Regions from separate parts of the Sus scrofa genome. Here region 1 is linked to region 2. A link is a contact called in public Hi-C data. All regions are on one chromosome and are shown on one strand. The core of a region is the stretch at or near the end of the contact, and the rest is flanking DNA. Distances in the headings are between cores, read along the strand shown.

Evidence for each region. Hi-C and Micro-C count contacts between places; a contact is called where the count stands out from the background.
Region 1: a Hi-C map of omental adipose tissue shows a contact between it and region 2, with 2.1 times the contacts expected there. The contact joins two enhancer-like sites. A contact is called at or near these places in 4 of 47 Hi-C or Micro-C datasets (embryonic fibroblasts, fetal heart ventricle, liver and 1 more) and 1 of 2 datasets of contacts at active chromatin or transcription factors (skeletal muscle).

Annotation. Positions count from the first base shown.
Region 1 is chr3:113,807,164-113,811,754 of Sscrofa11.1, reverse strand. No RefSeq gene overlaps it. Among named protein-coding and RNA genes, the nearest start is that of DNAJC27, 7.3 kb to the left of the region's middle. Within about 2 kb of position 1,829, at least 1 of the 83 cell types and tissues checked has an H3K27ac peak or open chromatin away from gene starts, as enhancers often do. A contact at or near this core is called in omental adipose tissue, where this site is marked.
Region 2 is chr3:113,714,418-113,718,362 of Sscrofa11.1, reverse strand. The region is part of intron 3 of EFR3B (protein EFR3 homolog B); the gene reads left to right. Among named protein-coding and RNA genes, the nearest start is that of EFR3B, 43 kb to the left of the region's middle. Within about 2 kb of position 1,437, at least 5 of the 83 cell types and tissues checked have an H3K27ac peak or open chromatin away from gene starts, as enhancers often do. A contact at or near this core is called in omental adipose tissue, where this site is marked.

The DNA.
Region 1 (4,591 bases), core at 580-3,079, 93 kb before region 2:
GAACAGAATAGAGAACCGGGAAATAAACCCTGACACCTATGGTCAATTAATCTTTGACAAGGGAGGCAAGAACATCAAATGGGAAAAGGAAAGTCTATTCAGCAAGCATTGCTGGGAAACCTGGACAGCTGTATGCAAAGCAATGAAACTAGAACACACCCTCACACCATGCACAAAAATAAACTCCAAATGGCTGAAAGACTTAAATATACGACAGGACACCATCAAACTCCTAGAAGAAAACACAGGCAAAACACTCTCTGACATCAACATCATGAATATTTTCTCAGGTCAGTCTCCCAAAACAATAGAAATTAGAGCAAAAATAAACCCATGGGACCTCATCAAACTGAAAAGCTTTTGCACAGCAAAGGAAACCCAAAAGAAAACAAAAAGACAACTTACAGAATGGGAGAAAACAGTTTCAAATGATGCAACTGACAAGGGCTTAATCTCTAGAATATATAAGCAACTTATACAACTCAACAGCAAAAAAACCAATCAATCAATGGAAAAATGGGCAAAAGACCTGAATAGACATTTCTCCAAAGAAGACATACAGATGGCCAACAAACACATGAAAAAATGCTCAACATCGCTGATTATAAGAGAAATGCAAATCAAAACTACCATGAGATACCACCTCACACCAGTCAGAATGGCCATCATTAATAAATCCACAAATAACAAGTGCTGGAGGGGGTGTGGAGAAAAGGGAACCCTCCTGCACTGCTGGTGGGAATGTAAACTGGTACAGCCACTATGGAGAACAGTTTGGAGATACCTTAGAAATCTATACATAGAACTTCCATATGACCCTGCAATCCCACTCTTGGGCATCTATCCGGACAAAGCTCTACTTAAAAGAGACACATGCACCCGCATGTTCATGGCAGCCCTATTCACAATAGCCAGGACATGGAAACAATCCAAATGTCCATCGACAGAGGATTGGATTCGGAAGATGTGGTATATATACACAATGGAATACTACTCAGCCATAAAAAAGGATGACATAATGCCATTTGCAGCAACATGGATGGAACTAGAGAATCTCATCCTGAGTGAAATGAGCCAGAAAGACAAAGACAAATACCATATGATATCACTTATAACTGGAATCTAATATCCAGCACAAATGAACATCTCCTCAGAAAAGAAAATCATGGACTTGGAGAAGAGACTTGTGGTTGCCTGATGGGAGGGGGAGGGAGTGGGAGGGATCGGGAGCTTGGGCTTATCAGACACAACCTAGAATAGATTTACAAGGAGATCCTGCTGAATAGCATTGAGAACTATGTCTAGATACTCATGTCACAACAGAAGAAAGGGTGGGGGAAAAAACTGTAACTGCAATGTATACATCTAAGGATAACCTGACCCCCTTGCTGTACAGTGGGAAAATAAAAAAATAAAAAAAATAAAAAAAAAAGACTGGATCCTTAACCCACTGAGTAAGACCAGGGATTGAACCTGCATCCTCATGGATACTAGTCAGGATTGTAACCCACTGAGCCACAATGAGACCTACCCCAAATCAGCTGTCTTAAGGAAGGAGATTGTCCTCCCTGGGCCAGACTTTTGATTCCTAAGTTCTTAAATGCTGTTGCCTTTTTCTGGCAAGACATTGGAAGAGTGAGAGGGATTCAATGAGAAGGAGCTTCTCCTCTGCTGGCTTTGAAGATGGAAGGGGCCACATAGCAAGGACCCTACTGGGCTCTCAGAGCTGAGAGAAACTGCCAGCCAAGAGCTGGCAAGAAAATACGCACCTCAATCCTACAACCTCAAGTAAATGAATTCTGCCCCAAACTTGCTTAAGGTGGGAAAGAACTCCTGAGGTCTCGAGGAGAACACAGCTCTGGGATACCTTGATGGCAGCCTTGTGAGGTTTCTGATCCAGAGAACCAGCTATTCCAGACCGGGACTTCTGACCCACAGAACTGTGAGATATTAAATGTCTGTTGTTTGACGCTGTTAAGTTGTTAGACAGCAACAGAAAACTAATATAAACACGGAATGGTTTTCACCTACAGATTCAATTTCCTGAGAAGCTCTGTTTCCGGTTTGGCAGTGAAAGTTCCTTCAGGCCAATTCTCCCAGTGATAACTATACACTCGGAAAAAAAAATGCAGAACAACTATGAGGGGATTCTGAAGCGTAATAACAATCTGGCAGAGGATGGGGGCACGTCAAAGACCTGGGCAGGTGCCTGGCGTGGGATGCGTTTCTCCTGCGCAATACAAGGTCCTTGCAACATACTAACTCAGATTAGCTCTTTCTCTCCTCTGTATTAGTGCACAGGATGTTTTTCCTTTTTATTTTTTTTGCCATGCTCATGGCATGTGGAAGTTCTCCGGCCAGGGATTGAACTCACGCCAAAGTTGTGACCTGCGCCAAAGCTATGGCAATGCCAGATCTTTAACTCGCTGCACCACAGGGGAACTTCCAGTGTCCAGGATTTCAGTTCTGATCAGGCACAACCCCTATCAAAGGACGTGAATATTCTGCTACCATATAGACATCTGCACACTCTCTCTACCATCAACCGGAGGACCGTGTGGCTGAAACAATATCTGCCATCCCATATGAGGGTTTTGGTAAAACTCAAATATACAGCAGAGTTCCCATTGTGGCTTGGTGGGTTAAGAACCCAACTAATATCCATGAGGATTTGGGTTTGATCCCTGGTCTCGCTCAGTGGGCTAAGGATCTGGTGTTGCCACAATCGGCCATAGGCTGGCAGCTGCAGCTCCAATTTGATCTCTGACCTGGGAACTTCCATATGCCTCAAGTGCAGCCTGAAAAAGAAAAATAAAATATACATAACATTTATCATTTTAGTCATTTTAAAGTGTACCATTCAGTGGAGTAACGCGCATTCACACTGTTGTGCAACCATGGCTAGTATCCATATCCAGAACGTTTTCATCTTCCCAAACTCATATTCTGTGCCCATTAAACACCAATTCCCCCTCCTCCCTCCCCTCCTCCTGGCAGCCAACATTCCACTTCTGTCTCTATGAATTTGACTGCTCTTGGCACCTCAAATGAGTGGAATCACACAGTATGTGTCTTTGGTGACTGGTTTGTTTCACTTAGCATAGTCTTCGAGGCTCCCATTTGATAGTCTTATAATGAGACTGCCATTGCTCCCTTTGAGAGGCATTTGGGGAGGGGGTCTCTCTCTTCTCTCCCTTGAATCTGGGTGGCCTTATGACTATGGTGTAAGTGGCATTATGACATTTTCAAAACTAGGTGATAAAAAACTGGGTGATTTTGGAGTCCCCTTCTTGGCGTAGCAGAAAGGAATCCAACAAGGAACCATGGAGTTGTGGGTTCGATCCCTGGCCTCGCTCAGTGGGTTAAGGATCTGGTGTTGCCGAGAGCTATGGTGTAGTTCACAGATGTGGCTTAGATCCTGCATTGCTGTGGCTGTGGTGTAGGCTGGCAGCTGTAGCTCCGATTAGACCTCTAGCCTGGGAACCTCCATATGCTGCGGGTGCGGCCCTAAAAAGCAAAAAAACAAAAACAAAAAACAAGATGATTTCTTTCTAGTTCTCTGGGAACACTCAGTTTTGGAACCCAGACATCAAACTGTGAGGAAGCCCCAGGAATTCGTGGAGAGGCCCCCCCACCCCCGTCCGCAACCACAGCTGAGCTCCCCGGTGACATCTAGCACCAGTTTGCCAGCCACGGCATTGAGCCATCTTCAAAGTGCCAAGCCAGTGAAACAGGGATGTCAACAAGAAGTGGGATGTAGCGATAAAGAGTCTGTGGCGAGTGACAGTCAGCGACAGACAGGTAGAAGACTGCCATTTACCCCACCGAGGAATTTGAACTCAGAGCAAGGTGCCGACTCCTTGGGAGACATCCTGGGCTACCAGGTGAATTACCGAAAGAGCTCAGTTGCCATCTCCCTCCCGTTCTTTGAATGCCAAGTTCATCTGAACCTCATGGACTTTGTGCTTAGTTTCCCTCTGCCTAGAATGCGCTTCCCCAGTTCTCCAGGGGTCAGGCCATGCAGGTCTGGTTACCAGGGAGGAGAGATTTTGGCGCAAGCCGGTGTTTCCATTTATGTACCCAGTGGCCATTAATGGCATCCAAGAGCCTAATAACAAGTGGAAGAGAGAAAGCAGGGAAGGGAAGAAGGAAGAGGGGAAGGGAATGACAAGAAAGAGGATGAAAACCAGAAGGAAATCCCTAATGCGAGGCCATAGGATTCTGCTTTTACCCAGGTTTTTTAACAGTTCAGTAAAGACATAGCAGGGATGTTGACAAAAGCTGTGGATAGCCATAAGAAGGTAGGAACTATGCTGATTCTGATGGAACTCAAAGCAGGTTTAAAGTCATCAGTCTGCTGCTGACTAGTCCTGCCTATTAGCAGCTTAATGTGACTTTAACATTTTGCAGTTAAGTCCATCAAAATTACTTATGTTCACATGTCTGTGGGAGTGAATTGCTTTGTCGCAGGGGCTGTATATGTTCAGCTTTGGTAGGTGCTCCCAAATATCCCTTCTGGGAACTCCATATGCTGCAGGGTGGCCAAAAAAGAAAAAAAAAAAACAGAAAAAAGAAGAATTTGACTCAGGAG
Region 2 (3,945 bases), core at 188-2,687:
GAAGTCTCAGTATTTAAAACCTTGACAGCCTCGCTGGGAACTCTAGTCATAAACATTTGCAGAGGGAGTTCCCATTGTGGCTCTGAGGGTTAAGCACCTGATATAGAGTGTCTGTGAGAAGGCAGGTTGGATCCCTGGCCTTGCTCAGTGGGTTTAGGATCTGGTCTTGCCTCAGCTGAGGCTTAGGTCAGAGATGGGGCTCAGGTCCCATGTTGCTGTGGCTCTGGTGTAAACTGGCAGTTGCAGCTCTGATTCAACCCTTAGCCTGGGAACTTCCATATGCCATAGGTGCGCCCTGAAAAGAAAAGGAAAACATTTTTTGGAGAAGAAAATCTGTTCGATCTGTTCTCCTGTTCCCGCCTCCCCATCTCTCCTTACCCACCACCATGGACCTCACCATTGATGGCAGCTTTGAAAGAGCAAAACACTCACATGCAGGAGTTCCCCTGTGGTGCAGTGGGTTAAGGACCCAGTGTTGTCAGTGCTATGGCTTGTGTTGCTACTGTGTTGACGGAGATTTGATCCCTGGCCCGGGAACTTCCGCATGGCATGGGTGTGGCCAAAAAAAAAAATTTCCATGCAGACAGTCTGAGGTGCTGTCTCCCTGCCATCATGCAGGTGTCTGTGCTTATGGATTGACCATACGGACATGAACCTTGGGCTTCGGACTCCGTGGCAGATCCGCCCTCCTCTGTCCCACGGCCTCCCTGCAGCATTGCCCATTCCAGCCATATGTGCTTGGGTGTGCTTAGCAGCAGCAGTGATAACCAGATGTGGGCAGGGAGAGGATAAGATGCGAATTTCAAGGTATCGCTCCTCGTCGTGGGCTCTGAGGGGCAGAGCAGCCAAGAGTGAGAATTCCTCAGAGTTTTGTCCTTCTTCTTTGTCCGTTTCCCTTCCGGTTCAACCCAGCTGCTAGAACACCCCTAGAAACCAGAGCACAAGGGAGGTAGCCGCAGTGCTGGGTGAGACGCAGGGTCGGCTGGCAGTGACCGCGTGCACAAGTCCATGTTTGGATCTGTCAGGTTCCCCCAGGCCTGGAGCCCCAGAGGGTGGAGATGCCTGTGTTAACAAGGGGTGGGCTGCTCCCCAAGAAGCCTGGCCCTGGAGCTGACCTGCGGCAGGGGCGGAGGCTCCTGAGATACACAGGCCCCAGAGGGACCTTGAACCTGGTTGGAGGACAGAGATAGGAGATAAATGAGAGGGTCATCCTTCCTCCCTTGGCTGAGGTCCGCCCCTACTTCTGGGTTCCTCAAACCCAGAAGGTTCTGTCCAGCAGTAGGGACATGACTAAATACATTCAAATTGCCCAGAATAAGAAGTTCTTTGTCAGGGCTGCTGCTCTTGGAGTGATTCGCAGGCAGGGACTGGCCCTGCTAAAGCTGCCCCCTCTTCTCTCTGCCTGCTGGTCCCCACCTCTGGTCCTGGACCTGCTTTCCTCTCCAACCAAGTCTGGTCCCCAGGCTTTGCCAGCTCCTCTTTTCCTGGAGGCTCCCAGGGCCACTCCTGACTGAGTGGAAGGTGTGGCAGCAGAGCCAGCTGCCTCTTCTGGAATTCAAGACAAAGTACTTCCTGCCTGGCTCCTGAGCACCAGGCCCCCTGCAGCTTTGCCTCAGTTGCTATAACTCGCCTTCTGCCTTCGTTGGCCTGTGACTCTCAGTTCCTGGTGTTATAACCTGCCAAGTGGCTTCTTCTGATCTTAGCTGCTGCCCATGAACCCTAGCCCATCCCGGATTCCTTGGGTTCTGCCTTCTTCACCTGCTAGGAAGCCCTACTAATACATCCAAGACCCTCAGTCCTCAGCTGCGGCTGTGGTCTCTAATCTGCTCTTGCTTTTTCCTGGGGCTTCTGTGGTGGACCAGTCCTAACCAGCTCCTTCGGGCTCCAATGACCCAGTCAGGCCAGTTTCTCTGATCTATTATTACACTGGGCCCCTTTCAGGACACCACACATAGGTCAGATCTCGGGTGAGACTGACCCGTCTGGCCCCAGTCCTCTTGAGTGGCCATCACCTGGAAAAGTCCATGCTCTGTTCCCTTTGAGAGTCTAGATTTAACGGGTAAGGCATATCCAGGAAGGTTCCAGGGTCCCACTGACTTCTAAGCTTCGAAGACACTTTGAAAAGCTCCAAGGTCACAAGTTCGATCTTTCCATCCCTAGTGTGAGAATTGAAGATGGGGGTTGAAGGAAAGAGTAAGCCAAGAACCAGGCCTTAAACTTCTTCACTTTTCAGTTTCACTTCCACTGTAATTTTCACTTTCCATCAAAATTTCCACTCCTGGTCGGAAGCCAATTTTTTTTTTTTTTTTTTTTTTTCCTGGCTAGCAAAGGATGGTTTTCCTTATCGGGATTTTTCTGGGAATTTTTTTACAGGAAAAGGAAAAGCAGCAATCTCAGCTCTGGGATTTGAGAGGCCTTCTATTTTCTTCTCTTGCCAAATCCCACCCCACCCCTTCCTTTCCCTCATTTACACTCTGTGAAATCACGGTGAAACCCTCCCTACAGAAGGATGCTGGGATAGCTCATGAAGGAAGAGATGTTGGAGCTCCTGTTGGGGCTCAGTGGTAATGAGCCCAACTAGCATCCATGAGGACGCAGTTTTGATCCCTGGCCTTGATCAACGGGTTAAGGATTCACCGTTGCCATGAGCTAGGGTGTAGGTCGCAGATGCAGCTTGGATTCCGTGTTGCTGTGGCTGTGGCGTAGGCCGGTGGCCATGACTCCAATTCAACCCTTAGCCTGGGAACTTCAATATACTGTGGGTGTGGCGCTAAAAAGACAAAAGACAAAAGAAAAAAAAAGAGTAAAAGAAGAGATGTCCACACTGCCTGCTTCTACTTCCCACCTGCCATGTTTGGTTGCCAGAATGTGTCTGGGTTTCTCTGCAGGTCATTAGGAAGGGTGCTGGCCCAGGCTTCTCCAAACTTGCAGGAGTCGGACTGCTTCACAGTCAGCACAGGGGACCTGGATGCTGCCGGGACTGGTCCGCAAGGCACGGCAGGTCTCCTGCACTGTGACTGTGACAGCCTCGGAGGGGCCAGGCTATCTCGAGCCAAGACTGGCCGGCTCTCCAGGACCAGAGGATCATGACTGCAGCAAAGGAACCCAAAGGCCCAGGGCTGCCTTTGCATTTAAAAGACACTGAGGGAGTTCCCGTCGTGGCGCAGGGAATAACGAATCTGACTAGGAACCATGAGGTTGCAGGTTCGATCCCTGGCCTTGCTCAGTGGGTTAAGGATCTGGCATTGCCGTGAGCTGTGGTGTGGGTTGCAGACGTGGCTCTGATCCCGAGTTGCTGTGGCTCTGGCATAGGGTGGCAGCTACAGCTCCGATTAGACCCCTAGCCTGGGAAACTTTATATGCCACGGGTGCAGCCCTAGAAAAGGCAAAAAGACAAAAAATAAAAAAATAAAGGACACTCTGAGGACCCAACGGGACCAGAGGCATTTGTGACTGTGCCCAGAGACAGCTATTTACTAACATTTTCATTTGATGATATTAAGTAATAATAATAACTGACCTGGCTCGTATAGGTAAAAGAAATAAACATTTTACAAAGGGGAGAGTTTCAGAGTGGAGGGGCTGTTTTTCTTCTGCTTGCTTGGTAGAGAAGTTAGGTCCGGGGTACTGAAGGAATGGTCGCTGATGTGTTTAGAAAAGGACGTTTAGAAGGCGTCCTGACTGCTGTTACTTCATACACTCGGATTTGCAAAGCTGGCTCATGTGTGAGGCGCTTCGGATGCGCAATATCTGAAAAAGAGCAGCTGTCGCTGGAGCCTCTGCGGAGCTGTGTTGTGATTTTGCGGTGCCTTCAGAGCTCATCCTGTCGTCATGCGTTCTTTTTATTTAACCAAACTCTCTTTTAAAGCAAAGACTAGCTAATCAAGAAATTTGTACTAGGGGAGTTCCCGTCATGGCTCAGTGGTTAATGAATCTGACTAGGAA